2 separate regions of the Gossypium hirsutum genome follow, and region 1 is linked to region 2. A link is a contact called in public Hi-C data. All regions are on one chromosome and are shown on one strand. Each heading gives the region's core, a stretch centred on a gene start, on an enhancer-like site or on the middle of the called end of the contact. The rest is flanking DNA. Distances are from core to core; before and after follow the strand shown. Region 1 holds the start of LOC107954807 (RAB11-binding protein RELCH). Region 2 holds the start of LOC107954799 (chloroplastic group IIB intron splicing facilitator CRS2-B, chloroplastic).

What was found. A called contact is a pair of places that touch in the nucleus more often than the background predicts.
Region 1: a contact with region 2 is called in a Hi-C map of hypocotyl, with 2.9 times the contacts expected there. The contact joins the promoter of LOC107954807 here to the promoter of LOC107954799 in region 2. A contact is called at or near these places in 10 of 34 Hi-C or Micro-C datasets (anther, hypocotyl, leaf and 1 more).

Annotation. Positions count from the first base shown.
Region 1 is chrD07:46,038,341-46,042,801 of Gossypium_hirsutum_v2.1, forward strand. LOC107954807 (RAB11-binding protein RELCH) reads right to left here and starts at 2,839. Exons shown (of 20, transcript XM_041097748.1): 1 at 2,300-2,839; 2 at 1,751-1,903; 3 at 246-424. The coding sequence starts at 2,501.
Region 2 is chrD07:45,876,877-45,881,387 of Gossypium_hirsutum_v2.1, forward strand. It overlaps LOC107954799 (chloroplastic group IIB intron splicing facilitator CRS2-B, chloroplastic), which reads right to left and starts at 3,185. Exons shown (of 9, transcript XM_016890472.2): 1 at 1,945-3,185; 2 at 1-1,851.

The sequences.
Region 1 (4,461 bases), core at 1,589-4,088, 160 kb after region 2:
ACACCCTTCATGTTCAGAAAGTCTAATTTAAGACGTTATGAGACAATTAGTTTGTACTTCTTAGCAGGTTCCAAATGATAATTCAAAAATTCCACAAATTTCAGATTATTGAGATTTGCAGGGAAGCTAGCCCTTGCAGCCAAACCAATCACAAAAGATGTTTAGATCTTCCACAGCTAGTTGGTGCAGATTTACAGAATTAACAAGCAGTAACAATAAGAAAATGCTACCAACTTTTTGCATACCTCTTCATAAAATGTCATTGCAGTTAGTCGATATCCAGCTATTAGCAAATATTCCTTTACTGTACAATTTAGATCTTTACGCTCATTAGCCTTCAATGGGCCTAAATCAGAAAAGGGAGCATCTCGCTTTTGCCGATGTATTTCCGGTGCACGATTTACATGATTGCTTACACTTGGTTCTACATATGCATACAACATAAAAGGAATTTAGACATGCCAGATGCATGGTGACATCTAATAATAAAAGCAATGTTGTCAAGGGTGCTAGGTGCACTCGAGACAATAGGACCTATATATAGCCTGAGGCGGAAGGAGCAAAAAAAAGCGCTCGCCCAAGTAAACCAAGGCGCAAACATATAAATGAATATATATAATGTGTATAAAACATATGTAACTAGTACATATAATTAATAAGTATTAGTTAATTAGTAAAAGAAAGATCAATTTTAATATAGTTCAATTTATAAATTCAAAACATTGTTCAATAGTTTAATTGTTTAAGTTTAATAATTTACTTAATGTATTGTAAAATAAAACACCATAAGAATGAAATTAAATATCATTATCAGAAACTAGCTCTAAATTTCCTTCATCTTCTCTTGAAAAAGTTAACTAGGTTTTTATATAATAAAATTGGTTAATAATTAATTAAAAAAGTCATTTATGATATTTTATTATATTTTTTCTTTTAAAAGTCAAAAAATAATAATAAACAGGAGAACGAAATGACTCATTAGTGAAGCACATTTTTTGCGCTTGGCTTTGCAACAAAGGCTCCCAAAAAGCACACCAGGTGCTCGCCTGATGATGTCACCTTGCCTTGAGGTGGCTGAGGCGGTAATGGCCATTTGCACTACGCCTTAGCGCCTAGGCGCATGCCTTGACATCACAGGATAAAAGCATGCACAAATAAAATAATCCCCTAAAATGCCCAATTTACTGCTGGAAATCCTACAAAGCCCGCCAGATAATGCAAAATAGTTGCCTTCGAAAAGCTACTGAAGCAGAATTTGGGATGTTTATTTGCAAAGAATGACATGAATATCTAGCATGGTTAGGAGAAAACTATATTTCATTCTGTGCATAGACATAGTCATGCAAGGTGGCCAACCTCATGTAATGCAAACGGAGCCAAAAAGAATAATTCCCTTATTGCTTACCTTTAATGCATGAACCAACAGTGAACCTATATTTTATTTAGGTAGCCATTCTTGAGCACTTTGTTTCCTCTAATGATTCTTACAGCCATAAATAAAAAGCAAGCTGAACATGTAATACTCAAAGAGACTAAAATTTTCTCTAAAAATACACACACACACACACAAAATAAAAAATAGACTGTTGGATTTATGTTTTTGCCATTTGCCTTTTTCTTTTTTAGAAAAATATAAATAAGAAAGAAAAAGGCTATAAAATAAATAGAAAGCAAAAGGCATGTAACAAAAGCATAAACCAGATGGATTCTAAGTGCATCAATACAAATATTGATTAATAAGAAATGTTACCACTCGATTTATCCTGAGTGAGATCTTCTTTTCTTTGTAACTCAGTCTTGAGTTTCACAATGTCTTCTTGAGCTAAACGTAGTTCATAGTCACTAAGCGCTAGTTTTTCTTCAATTGCTTCTTTCTCTTCTAGCAAACTCTGAGGATCTAAAACTGCAGTTCAAGAAATAAAGGTTAGCTGAAACCATAAATAAGGTTCACATAGTCGATGCTAAGTCTAAATTGAAACCATCAATAAGGTTCACTAGCTATATCTTCAGCATAAGCATTCCATCTTCCACATATAATGATATATATTTTCTAGCAAGATCGTAAAAATGCCTTCACTAACAACCACATTTCAGTAGAATTAAGCTGAGAGAGGAACCATCCTTAATTCTTTACTCTCTATCAACTGCGAAGACAACAAACTAACTTGCTTCTAACAAATTCAGCTTCCACTTAGTAATTACTTGTATTACTAACTTGAACCTTCTAAGAAGTTTATATAAAGCAAATTCCAATGATTAATTAATTTTTTTTTTAAATTAAAAAGAAAAAACATTGTACCTCGAAGAGAGTTGTAACGAGAGATTTGATCGGGAGGGAAATGAGAAGGATCAGAGAAGAACTCCTTGAGACGAATCGCTTGAGCATCACGGCCATCGTCGAGAAGCTCGTGGAGTAATTCAAATGCCGTTAACAAGTAATTTTCTTCCAGTAAAAAATTCACCACGCAATTGCATAGCGAAGATCTTTCTACATCCATCATCCAATTCCTTTCCTGATCAATCAATCTCCGTCGTTCAACAACACCACGATCTAATCAACCATTTATCTCAAAACAAAATCTATATAAGTATTTATGGTTTACGAAATGGCTGCAGAGCTCGTTGTTTTCCAAGTCCTTAAGCAGAAAAGCGAGGAAGGAGAGTTGGGATTTGGTGTGGCAGCGAGGTATGAAGATTTCTTGGATCTGAAGAGGCTTTTAGATTTAGATGTGGGCGAGGGATAAAGAAGGCCGTTGGATCCTTCAAATTTGAGAACGTGCGTCGGCGCTTGAGAGTTTGGAGTAGCGTCAGCCTAAGTCAACGGACCGCTTCGCTTAACTGCTTTGGGCATGCTTTAGCATTGTTGGACAACACACTCTAAAGCTTGCTTTATAAAAAAAGTTCTTGTTCGAGAAAAGTGAGTGAAAAAATATTATTGAAATTTAAAAAAAATTATTACTTTAAAAATAAATAAATTGTTGTGAAGAGTTAAAGATATTTAAATAGGAGATTTTATATTTTAGGTTTTTTTAATAATACAAAAAAATAATTAAAATGGTACATCATCAGATTATTTACTAAAATGGTAGGTTATGAACACTAATTAGAGGTGGTGCCTGACAAGGTGGCGGCACCATCTATTTTTTTGTCCCCTATCATTAGGTCATAATAAGTTATAAAAAAATAATATTTTATTAGTGGTGCCACCCTATATGGCGACACTGGTATATCACACATATACCGGGTAAAGTAGGGGCAGCATACAAGTTAGTGTTGGAGGGGAATGTCAAGTAGCATCGAACCGCTATATATATCCCAAGTTTTTGTGTTTTCCTGAAGTGTTGTAGCAGTTAACCGATAAGAAGAAAGGGAAAAAAATTGTTTGTAGAAGAGGAGAAAATAAAGAAGAAAAGAAAGAAAGATTTTTAAGGTTTGTACAGTAATTAATTTTATTTTATTATATTTTTTACAGTAGAATCTTATTTTTTAAAATAATTATTGAGAAATTTAATTATTTTTAATTATTTTTACAGATTTTGTATTGAATGTGGATAATCAATTCTTCGTATATGTTTATTTCGATGGAGTAATTTAAGGAATAACAGTTGGTTGCATATTTAAATCTCGTTAACAAATAGCAATGAGATTTAATAGAAATGTGTTAGTTGATGATATGAAAGAAATGATTAGTCCAAAAATTGCTAGACGTAGTTGGAGAATGATCTTGAAACTATTCTACTAATTCCCAGTTTTGTCAAATCGCATCAGATTTACCAAGATGGAACTTGAAGACGATGAAGACATGGAAACAATGGTCGCACTTTATTGCCCGACTAGGAGTGTCGACACTGAACCAATTCAGTTGTTTGTTGAGTTAGCTGATATGGAGTTGGTTGAAGATTTCACTCCATTAAGTGAATAATATGGAGTTCAAGATCCGTGTACAGAGGTTCCGAAGGCATCTATAGATAAGTGATTTTCTGTAAGTAGGTTTGACATCGATCTTAATGCTCCACCTGTGTCTAAGAGCCTTAACCCAGGTCCCCGTTTACAAATACATTCGGTGTTGATTGAGACTAATGTGGATGATGAAGATGGATATGATAATAATGGTTGTTCTGGTCGTGAGGTTGAAGATTATAGTGATCCCGATCTAGACGAGGTCCCGGATGATATCAACAACAAAGACGCGAATGGTGATGGAAATGTTTAAGCATATTCAGTCGGGAACCCAAGTCGAAGCATAATCATACGCAATGATCCTGGGTCCTACATGTCAATCGTAGATCCCGATGCGGCGTATGCATCCGAGTTCCCTAAGTACCCCGATATACTATCCACTTATCTATTGGCCGCAAATCCCAAACAAAAGAAATTGTTCGTGGGCCAAAACTTTATGACCAAGGAAGACTACGAATTTTCCATTAAACGATATAACATAAATGTGTCGGTTGACTACAA
Region 2 (4,511 bases), core at 1,935-4,434:
ACCAACTTCATCTTCTTGAATTTCCACATCAATGTGGTTCTTTGAATAATTTCGGATTTGGACCATAAGATTTTTCTTCCAAGCTAGACACAAACCTCCCCTAGTTCCTTCTGCTTTAACTTTTAATCCATTGCAGAAACCACACCTCCTCCAAACCCGCTCCATCCTAATCTCATTCAATTTGGTCTCCATACAGAAGACCAGTGGGGATTATAAATCTTTAGCATGTGTCGAAGTATCCGCTCAGCCCGTGGACTCCCCAACCCACGGACATTCGAACTTATAAGTTTCATTGCTTCCAATCAGCTTGCCCCTTGGCAGTCGCCGATACAGATTGAATCAGAACATTATCGTGCTCTTTGAATAATGTTAATGAATTCTTAGAATTAGAAACGTTAACATTCACAGCCTCCTATCTAGGCCTCTTTTTTCCGTCTCCACCCCCAGTTGGAATTTTCTCACTATTGTGATCTATAGTTACAAGATCCAGGCCACTAAAAGATTCGCCTATAATTTCTAGCAAGAATCAATTATGAGCTAATTCGACCTTTCTTCACTAATCACTCGGGTGCTCTTTTGTGAGAAACCTTCATAATGTTCCTACCTAACCCTCGATGTTCATGGCCTGACATCCATTCGATAGTGCATTAAAAAGTTCAAATACTGGGAAGGGTTGAGTTTCGAATTCAATTTTGGCTTAAGGTTTCAAACATAAAGGTTGATTAAGAAAGGTAATGTAAAGCTCAAATTCAGGAAGTAGGGATAATGTAATGTTTAAGGTTGGTCCTTTAGGCTCAAGGCTATACAAACAATGCCTAAGGTCTTTCCCGGATTAGTCACCTACCAACGATCTATTAAGCATGCATCTATTTAAACTAACAATTAGCAATTTAAATTATTTATCTACAAGGATTCATATATTGTATTCATCCTACTATACATTTTATACATTTTCATTTCGGTTATTGCCTTTAATCTATTATACCTATTAACTAAGTGAACTAATTAATCTACAATTAAGAGCAAGAAATTATCTAGTATCATTCAAAATTTACAAGTTTGGCAATCTTATATATGCCTTTGATATGTACAACTACTAACTTATTACTCAATTACAGTCCAAGCACCGTGCAATAACACAAATTAAAAATGAAAGCAAGAAATATTTTTGGATATTTGAAAATTAAAAAAAAAAGAAAACTTTTTGAATTTTTTGATTTTTTTTTGAAAAATGCATAAAAACTAAAATAAACTCACAAATAAGCATAAAACAAGAAAACATAAACACACATAAAAACTTATATGCACTCATCCACACTCAGACTACACATTGTCCCCAATGCGTTCAAAAGAAAGGATAGGAGGTTACTGAACTTCCCTAGAATGGAACATCAGACTAGCTCAGGCGTCCACCTCCTCGTTGAAGCTCCATATGTATTGTAGTCTTTTAGGGTAGCTCGATGCATATAAGAAAAACAAACAACAAACAATTACAACACGTAAAATAAAAATGTTCGAAGACAACAATTAAAGTGTTTAAAGTTTTATAAGCCGCATAAAATAAAAAAATACAAAGACATATAACTAAGCGGAATCATCTGAGATTAACTCTGGTTCCATGGGTTGTTTCCCCTTACCTCTTGTGCTTGAAGGTTTGTAACCCTTGTTTGATTTTTCTCATGGTTTTTGTAAATTGATCCCTCGTCTAGGTGTGGATACGAATGTTGTATTCATCGCGTTTTGATCTCTGTTGGGTTTGTCATTCCTTCCACACCTTTCTTGAACCATGTATCTTTTCGGTTTTTTTTTGCCACATTGGTTTTCCTTCCCCATGATTACTATCACATTTCTCTACATATGTTTTCATCATCTTAATTGTTCAGGAGTTGTAACCTCTTGATTCAACAAGCTTATCTAGTTGTTTTTGAATATTTTCCAGCATACCTTCTATTTTTTACTTTGTTGGGGTCAATTGAGTCTGCTCTCCTTTCGACCCATGTCCTCAAGTTCGTTGCTCTTGCTGGATTGCTTTAAATTTCTGATAGATTGAACTCGTTATCATATGCGTAGTCGGTTGACGAAACGGTTTGAGTGGATCTATGGGTACTCTCGCGGCTCGGCATAGATCTGTGATCAAATGCGGAAAGAAAATCCCCGTATCGTCTCTGATTACACAACGTAACATGAACTTGTAGATCCATGTACCTATAGAAATCTGTTTCCTCTGTAAAATAGCTGTTAGCAAGATGGCTTGAAAGGGGTTAACAATCCTAGAGCTAAAAGTGGGGCAAACTTTCATACGGAGAAAATGTAGCCATATTTTATCTAATGTGGTAAACAAAATTGGGTTGAAAGAAATGGGAAGATTTGTATAGACCTCCCTCTCTCATTCCCCTTTACCTTCTGTGAGATAAAACATTATATAATCCACATTCACACCCTTAAAATTTCTAGTATCAAGTAATTCAATCTCATTGTTTGCTAAAAAAAGAACTCTATAATACTTAGAGATTATGGACGAGGAGATTTCAACCTCTCTTCCCTTAACATACACTTTATCCTCCTCGAAAAATTTTAAATTGGCATAAAATTCATGAACCACAGAAGGCACTACAGGCCTATGAGGTCGAAGGCTGAATTCCCTCAATTCATAGAGATCTACAATATCCCAGAACTCATTTTCAAAAATGACATCCGGATCGAACCCACATTCATAGATAAACGATCGTCCATGAAGTTTATGAAAGAAACCTTCAGCATCTGAGGACACAAATTTTTGAATATTGTATGTGATCTCATTCGATGTATCGAAAGATTCTATTGTGTTTAGCCCTCTTGAATATGAAACGAAAATAATTTATGCTATGAAAGTAGAATAAGGAGGGTGTATTAGGAACTTTTACAATGCAATAGGCAAGTATGGGACACCCAGAGTAGCGAGATGCAACGTTGTTGTCTCTTGAAGGGAAACACCACCTCTTGTCGCGGCTATTCTAGAGTATAAATCTGTAGTAAAGAGTTAAAATAAGAAGGTAAATCATAAGAGAAGGTTCAAACCCTAAGTTGAGTTTGAAAGAAGCCTTTGAGAGCCCTTTTAAGAGAAAAGAGTTGAAAGGGTAATGTAACAAATGAATATAGTGTTAAGTGGGATGATTTAGGGTTTTTGAAGAGTAAGGAGGTTTAAAAACACGTAGGTCACACGAATATGACATATTTTATAGTGACCCGGTATAGGTATTGTGATATCCAAGATTGGGCATCGCAATACCAAGAAAATTTTCAAAAATCCTCGTTTTTCTAACTGTCAGCGGTATCACAATATCTTATGTTGGGTATCACGATTCCACTGTCTTCCTATTTCTATATCGAGTTTTTTCGATTTTTTTTAAAGTTCAAGAGCATTAGGGTAAATCCTGAGTCTAAACACAGATGATTTACAAAACAAGAATTAAATTCATAAGTGTATAGTTAAAACACTAATTTCTAGACTCTCCGTCATTCCACTAAAATAAAATTTCCACAAAGTCTGGGAAATCTTAATCCTTTGTTTGTTCGTTAATCGATTAATTGAAGAATTTTTCATCAGTTTCAAAATTTAATCTTGCCTCGCCTTTGGCTATTTCCCAATATTCCTTCCGAGCCCTTTTTCCTTTAACTCCATCTCACTCTTTTGCATTTCTGGAAGGGTATTTAAAGGTGGAATCACAAACTCAAATTTTATTGAGTTCCCTTTCCTCTAATGAACATCTCTTAGTGGATACTTGTCTTTGATTGGTTCATGGTGAGGGCTTTTTTCTATGATTTTCGAAAAGTGTGATGGCTTTTTCATATTTACCTCTACAAAGTCACAAATTTCCCTGTTATGTGCACATCTTCACTAGGTTTTCCAATTTTCACTTGGTGTTGGGAATTAACCCTCATGGTGTTGAGGGCTTTCTTCTCTACGTCAATAGTATCTGGTTTAACACTGTTGTACACGGAGTTTTTTCCACCTGGCTTGGTATTATAAGAGTTTAAGTATTTGGCCCAGCTAACTCTTAATAACTTTCATATTTTCTTGGTACTCAGACATTCTATCCTCGAAGGTTTCATCTACATCGGGCATTTTACAATCTTCATTTGGTTCTTTTAGATGTGTCTCCTCCTCTTGTTTGTTGCTAGCCACCAGATACAAGTAAGTATACCAATCATAGCAAGGGTCGTACCTCTGTTCTGTAAAAGGTCCGTAATCGTCCCAGCTAAGTGTAGACTTTTCATTTTCCTCATATATCAATGTTCCCTCAAACAACCTACCATGGTCATCAAACATGACTTTAAATTGGTCATAAATCAAATGGGCTCAAGCCGTTTATCAAAAACAGAAAGAGGAAGGGTTATATCTAGAAATCCTACTTTGGCTACTTATCTTTACTTAAAAGTGTACATTAAAAATTACTCAATCTTACACAGTCTTCCCCAGCAATGGCGCCAACAACTTGATCGGCTGCACGCATGCGTATTAAAAAAATAAT